2 separate regions of the Hordeum vulgare genome follow, and region 2 is linked to region 1. The links are chromatin contacts, called in public Hi-C maps. All regions are on one chromosome and are shown on one strand. Each heading gives the region's core, a stretch centred on a gene start, on an enhancer-like site or on the middle of the called end of the contact. The rest is flanking DNA. Distances are from core to core; before and after follow the strand shown. Region 1 has its middle 80 kb from the start of LOC123427571. Region 2 has its middle 44 kb from the start of LOC123430693.

Region 1 (3,809 bases), core at 1,105-3,604:
CAAACACGTATATTGTGTACGGAAAAGAGCATGTTTTAAAATCTATATCTATACCTATTAATAATAAAAATAGGTATTCTTTATCCATCATACATTTTACAAAAAAATCCTTCACTTTATTACTACTGAACCCGCAATACAGCAGAATTGGGTCATCCCATATTTCTTTGGCCCGTCACAAGTGGGCCGTGCACTGTTTCTATGTTTTTTCCTTTTGTCACTTGGGATGGACCTTCTTTGCTTTTTTTCCATCAAATTAATCATATAAAGCACAAACAAAACTTTCATAAGAAAATGTTCCTTATGTATACCTTAAATGTAGAATGTGTATGACAAAAGTATGCATCGAGCACAAGCATTTTAAAAATGGTAATCATCTATAGAAAATGTTAAGCATGTACATAAAAACATTTCGATGTATACAAAAAATATAGAATGTATATAAAAAATAGGACATAAACACTGAAATTTACAAAATGTTGATTTGTATAAAGAAATCTGTACATGTATCAAAAATCCTAATATATAGCTAAAACACACAATGTCTATTGAAATTACTCATAAATCATATATTTTATGAAATGATAATGTTAAACATGTATAGAAACAATGTTCATGATGATATATGTAAAATTTATAAATGTGTATGAAAATCTAAACCTCTACCAAAGAAAAAATGAGGAATGACGGTTAAAATTAAAGGAACGAAGGAAATAAGCAATTCATAAGTGAAGAAAACGAAAAACCCTAAGACAATCATGACAAACGAAGAAAAACAAACCAAAACCAAAGAAAAACGAAGAAAACTGATGAAAACTACAAAAAACTAAAAAACCAAAGAAAAACTAAAAAAACCAAAAAAAGGAAAAGAAAAAAGCAGAGAAAAAGAGTTCAAAAGAATAAACCCGAGGAAAAAATTAGAAACCGAGAAAATAAATAAAATAAGAAAATTCGGTGACGACATAAAGAAATGAAGCAATACAAAACAAAACAAGAACAACAAAATATCCACACACAAAAAAACAGAAGAAACTCAGGGAACTCGAATGAGACACAACAAATGAAAACAAAAACATATGAAAAGGGTTCGCCCAGTAGCTTGTAGCGGAAGTAAGGGAACGGAATTTCACGCAACACGCAAAGACCATTTGGGAATCTCCTATTTGCCCCACGTTGCGGCAAGCTGGCGCAGCTTCACACAGACCGAATGATTATTTTTGTAGCGTTTTCAGATTTGCTTCTATTTTTTTTTGTTATTTATTTTATTTCCTATTTATTTTTAATTACTTCTCCCCCACTTTCTTGTTCTTGAAAATTTCATTTTTTTCAAAAAAAAAGAATAAGAAGCTCAGAAAGTAATCATAACTTCAAGAAATGTTCAGAATTTTCAAAAACTGTTCAGCATTTCAAAATATGTTCGTGCTTTAAAATTTGTTTGGGTGTTTCGTAGAATGCTTTCATGAATTTAAATTTTGAAAAATTATAAAAAAGATATTTTACTTATTTCCTGCACACTTTTGAAACACAAACATTTTATGAAAACCACTATTTTTTTTGAAAGGGAGAACCATTTTTGAAACATAAATATTTTTATGAAATAAATATTTTTTTCTTGAAATAAAAACAATTTACTAATCTATCTTTTTTTTCAAATTACGGAAAATTTTAAAAACCCTGCAGTTTTTTTAATATGAGAACAATTTTTGAAACACAAACATTTTTTAAATATGAACACATTTTTAAAGCCAGTACATTTTTGGTATTTCCAGATTATTTTTTTAGCACAAACATTTTAATATAAATTGTGAATAATTTTTTTTAAACATGAGAATATTTCATTAAATTAAAACAAATTGAAAATATCAACAAATGGAACAGTAAAAGTAAAACGAACACATTTTTTGAAAGCGAGAATTTGTTTTGGAAATGCCGAACATTTTCGGAGAATCCCAATTTTTTTTTGAAGTTATAAATAGTTCTTGAACATGATCTTAGTTTTAAAAAACAAAGTAGCCTTAAAAACATTTTCCAAAAAGAAAGGTAATTTTGAGAAAGAAAAATTGAAATGAAGGGAATAGAAAAAAGGAAATAAAAAATAACCAAAAAACGAAAAAAGGAAAGGAAATAAGCAGAATAGGAAAAAAAGAAACAGAGAAAAAAAAGTGAAACCGAACAAAAAAAATCCAATTCAGGAACCTTCTAGAAGTTTCACAAAACTGTAAAAAAAATGGCTGAGAAGTTCCCAAAATCGGGAACCTTAAACACACCTACATGGGCTGGCCTAGATGGCTCCCTCGCATGTGCGAATCTGCGACAGCTTGCCGCCAAGCGTGGCGAATTGAATTATCCCAGCATTTGCACAAAGCGAGGGGGACTCCTGTTCGGTGCCTTAAGCGCTGGAACAGGTAGTTGGCACCCGCACACCCTACGTTATGGGCCGGGCCAGGAACCCGCATCACAGGGACATATAAAAGCATGAAAAATAGCATAAATACTCAAGCTATTGACTCGAACTCAGATCATTACATTCAAGAGTAATTCGACTAACCACTACACCTACTCGAGTGTTGTAACCCATAGTAGCTCTAACCATATAAGAACAATGAGGCAGTACTATTTATTGCATAGTTTGACCTACTGTATCACATAGTCTTTTTTTACTTGAATAAAAAAATGTGAATTTGAAAATATTCATCTACTGTATCAAATTTGAAGTAAAGTTCATCATTTTGGAAAAAATGAATTTTTAAAAAGGCTACAAAAAATAGAAAAAGTTCATCAAATTTTAAAAGTTTGTGGAATTTCAAAAAATAGTTCATTAATTTGAATAAGAAGTTCACGTATTTGCAAAAAAAATGTTGAACCAGGTCAAAGAAAAAAAGAAAAAAAAAGAAAAAGAAAAAAGAAAAAGACAAAAAGAAAGACTACTACAAAAAAATGTTGTTATTTACCGGAACCTGCTTGGTGGCGTGGTGGTTAGAGAAGCGTGTATCGATGAGGGAGGTTCCACGCGAGGATATGTCTCGCCTACACCAAGATGCGTGGAAGTCTCGCTGAAGGCGACATCCATATTGCTGGCCCATCGCGTTGCTGACGAGAGGCCACGGACCATTATTCTATTTTCCTTAAAAAAAATACATTTATAAAAAATATATTTATAGAAAAAGGCTTTCATCTCGCTTTATATATAAAGCAACAATCAGCAATAGGCGGGTATAAACATACGCCAACACAACACACATACCCAAGGCAGGATACACAGACGATGAGCGCACCAACACCACCCCTAACACTAAGAGATGGAGCCGTATACGACGTACCGTCTACTCCAACACATAGGGAGAGGGACCTACATGGGCTGGCCTGGTGTGGGTACGCTTCATGCGCCAAAGCGAGACATAGCTTCGAGCAACAGAATACTCGTGCATTTTTTGTGGATTAAAACATAGGGAGAGGAACCTACATGGGTCGGCCTAGCGTGGTGACGCTTCACGCGCCAAAGGGCAACACGACGGGGATACATACGGCGTACCGTCTACTCCAATGCGGTGCATTCAGGAAGGAAGCGACACCAGAGCGCCGCCACCACCGATCTAAGGATGAGAGTTTCCCCTCGAGCAACACGATGGGCAATGAGAGCCGCGACGATGCCTTCCAGAAGAGAACGAGCATTGCCCCTGTCGGTCCGTCCGAAGATAGCACAGGTTTCCACCCCTACCAACACACACCGCCACCGAATGCCACACCCCGGCTACCACGCCACCCACACGATCATGGGCACCAGGCAGGACTAAGCCACGGGCTCTGCC
Region 2 (3,867 bases), core at 462-2,961, 54 kb before region 1:
TCCAATAGAATTTATCAAATAATTCTAGAAAATCATGAATGTTCTCAACACATGTGTCTACAACTCTTACAAAAATCAGATCCATATTTAGTATACACATTGAGAAACGGATAAATCCCTATGTGAGTAGTGTAATTTTCAACGAAGAAATTGCTCCCTGTTTTTCGTGAAGATGACCTGAAATGAGCTTCTTCTTCTTCATCATCGAAAGATGATACCATGCATTCACCATCTGGTTCATCCAATGAGAGTCATTCTGACTGATTCCTATGTTGCCGCTATGTTGTATTGTTGACCTGTTGGCTTGTTGCCGTGTTGGCTAGTTCATCACCAAACTGCTATGTTGTATTATTGTTGTCTTGTTGGTTGTTGTTGTTCACTTTTGGACAAGTACTTATGTATGTGGCCATATGAACTGTTGTATTGCTATGTTTCTCCATCTAGTTCATTTTAAAACATTCTGTGTTTTATTGTTGTTGTTGTTCATCTTAACAACTTATGCATGTATAGCTCCTGAAAAACATAAGATAGATGTTGAAATCCTTAATTTCAGGGATATATTTGACATTTTTATACGCTATTTTGAATATAGCATGCTATAGCATGCTATAACTTGTATAACATTTGGAGAAGGGCCGCGCTATTTTAGATAGCACATTATTTTTTCACACTAATCATGTTTTTTCTTTATTGCCATTATTCATGCTGAAACTGATTTATTTATGTACGTGTATCTTGAGTTTGGATATGGATTTTGTAGGGTTTGTACACACATGTATTGTGAACATTCATAAATTTTATTGAAAGTTTTTGAATTCTATTTAAATTGGATTTTTTCCAATGGATAGCATGAGAGTATCTGGGTGGTAGTATCGTCGAATATTAGCTCCTTTTGCGGGCAAGCTGCATGGAGGAATGTTTCTGTTTTTCTTCTTCTTGTCGAACAGCGGTACAACTGCATGCATTCTTTTTTTTTGAACAGAGTACAATCGAAGTCGCTCACATACACGAGCGTACACTCACCCCTATGAACGCACACACGCACACCCTACCCTTATGAGCACCTTCGAGAGACTAAGCCGGCACATCATCTTGAGATTGACGAAGTCGCCACTGACGCCTTCGCCACAGTCCTCCTAACCATCTAACCACGGGTTGGTTTGCACAACTGCATGCATTCTAAGACTAAAGATTAAAGACCAAGACCAGTTGAACCCGACATGGGTCTAGATACATTTGGCGCAAACAACCGGTACTGAAAAAATCTTGTAACAAAAGTTACTCAAAAAAGAAAACGATACTACAAACACAACAATTTTAAAAAAAGAAGTAAAAAACGCAACTACTAGTACAGTTTTTTCTTTCTTTGAAAGGTACTTCCCCTGTCCCATAATATAGTATAAAAACCGTTCTTATATTTCCTGCAAAAAACGTTTTTATATTATGTAATGAATGGAGTAGTACAGTAAAATTCCTGTTGAACCCGAAGCGTTGATTAGTTGCCCGCGTTGGAACTGGCAGGTCATACGACCCCGCGACAGTTCGATGCATCCGGTCCCGTCACGCGAAAACCATGCACGCCGTGCGCGGCGTAGTTCGGTCCCTGTTCCTTGCCCTACTGAAGTAGTAGTACTTCCACCTGTAAGCCTTGGCACGAAGCGGGGGAGTGGGCGTGCATGCGCGCGTCCAGCCAGCATGTGGCCTTGCCGGCACCGCGCGAGCGGCAGTGCTGGCCGCCCATAAGTAACTTGCCGGCCGGACCGGCCGAGGTATGCCCCACGCCACCGCCAGCAAGAACGCTCCCCAAGCCTTCGACGCCAACGTGCATGCACACGCGGACGCGGCCGCTATTTCCCTTTCACACGTTTTAACCATGGCCTAGCCCGCCCCGCAAATAATTGACATAAACGGAGTATGTTTATTAGGATGTGGTCGGACACATAGCGCCGCGGCGATCAAGAGCCGGTGCGCCCTCCCGGTCCCCCGGGGCCATCGCGCGGTATTCCCCGGAATCGAGCGTGTTTTGCTTCCGCTGTCGCTCCTCGTCGCGGTTGCGTGCGCGAGATGGAGGAACGGGGAGACGGGTACGTGGAACCAAGGCATGCCACGACCCGGCGCTCTGTCTACCGCGTGCGGTGCGATGGACAGCTCTAGCTCGCGCGCGCGGGGGCGTGGCCGCGCACAGGCGGTGCGCGCGGGCAACAACCGGGTAATGGCGATTCCGTGCCACAGGACATGTCGCGTGCGGTAACTGGTCGCGTGTGACCGGCCGCCAGCCGGTTGTTACCGGTGCCATGCATGTATGCAGCGGCACTGTCGCGAGGTCAGCTCGTGACAACGTTGGTGGTAACTAGGGTAGGGATCGTGAGGCTACTCAGCTATAGTAAGGGACACGCCGGAGTGACTTTCGACTTTGGGCAAGAACAGTTCACGCCCTTTGTTCTGGGGACGGTCGAGGTGGTTGCGGCACCTGCGACGGGTCAGAAGGGGTGGGGAGGGTGCGGGCCGCACCACAGTCCACGCTTCATTACGTGCACGAGAGTGCATGTCTTCCCGCCCGGCCCACGTTTTGGAAAAAGCATGGCGTTGCACTGCTGCGGCGTCCTCCGGAAACAGGGGGTGCTGCTCTTTTGAACTTTGGAATCTAGCCCTCTAACTTTACTCGCTTAGTCAACTAGATACAGAAATCAAAAGTCCGAGTTTTCCTTTTTCTCTCGAGGGTGTTCCTTTGGATAATGGACAACTCCGCATAGTACACGTACTATTATTGTTGCTACTGTGGAAATAGTTCGGACTTTTACACTGTTTTGACCCTTTCAACAATCTTTAGCACAGACTAAACTCGATCTGAAAGTATTTCACGATCTGATCCTTTTAGAAACGCCACAATCCGTGACGTTGCTGCTGCACATAGAAACGCTTGTCCAATTAGACGTTTCTGCTCTACATTCAAACGCTGAACGAGCTTACGTTGCAGACCAGTCTAAAAACGCCATGGGGTTTGACGTTGCCAGCCAGGCTGGAAACGCCATGGGGATTGGCGTTGCCAGCCAGACTTGACCCGGTGTCGTCGAGCAAGCCAAAACGTTGGTGGGTTATCCTACACTCGCTAATGGCCAAGCCACTCGAGGGCAAAAGCAACCCGTCGCCCATCCCATGCAGAAAAGGTACAGTATGACACTGCATGCATGCAACAGCATCCGGGGGCTACTCGAGGGAAAAAGCAACCCGGCTGGCAACGCCAATCCTCATGGTGTTTCCAGCCTGGCTGGCAACGCCAAACCACATGGCGTTTTTAGACTGGTGTGCAACGTAAACTCGTTCGGCGTCTGAATGTAGAACAGAAACGTCTAACTGGACAGGTGTTTCTATGTGCAGCACCAACGCCACGGATTGTGACGTTTTTAAAACGGTCAGATCGTAAAATACTTTCAGATCGAGTTCAGTTTATGCTAAAGATTGTTGAGAAGGTCAGAACAGTGTAAAAACTTGACTAGTTTGCCTCAAAAGAAAAATGAGATGAGTTCTAGTAATAATTGTGATGAGGGGCGCACTGGTGCGAGTGTGTGCCTGTCACGTGTTACGTGTGTATTATGATGAGTACACACATATATGCATGTCTCTTTCTTGTAAAGATTTTTTTGGCAAGTTTCTTCCTTGAAATCTAAAAGCAGAAGGGATAGTTAATTTGGTGCCTTGAGTTGTGTCTCCCTCGACAGGTTACCCTCATTCTTGCCCAACTCACTTTGGTTTCTTTGTGCTTTTGTCCTCCCGTGACGGTTCCGTCCAGTCAGCGCTGTTTGACCGCTACCGGCTCTAGATTTTGGACACGGCTTGCCCCCCGTTCGTGCTCACTCGCTTGTTCCC

What was found. A called contact is a pair of places that touch in the nucleus more often than the background predicts.
Region 2: a contact with region 1 is called in a Hi-C map of leaf, with 2.0 times the contacts expected there. The contact joins two enhancer-like sites. A contact is called at or near these places in 3 of 6 Hi-C or Micro-C datasets (all in leaf).

The regions. Positions count from the first base shown.
Region 1 is chr2H:596,531,631-596,535,439 of MorexV3_pseudomolecules_assembly, reverse strand. No RefSeq gene overlaps it. Among protein-coding and RNA genes, the nearest start is that of LOC123427571, 80 kb to the right of the region's middle. Within about 2 kb of position 2,354, at least 3 of the 3 cell types and tissues checked have open chromatin away from gene starts, as enhancers often do. A contact at or near this core is called in leaf, where this site is marked.
Region 2 is chr2H:596,584,860-596,588,726 of MorexV3_pseudomolecules_assembly, reverse strand. No RefSeq gene overlaps it. Among protein-coding and RNA genes, the nearest start is that of LOC123430693, 44 kb to the left of the region's middle. Within about 2 kb of position 1,711, at least 3 of the 3 cell types and tissues checked have open chromatin away from gene starts, as enhancers often do. A contact at or near this core is called in leaf, where this site is marked.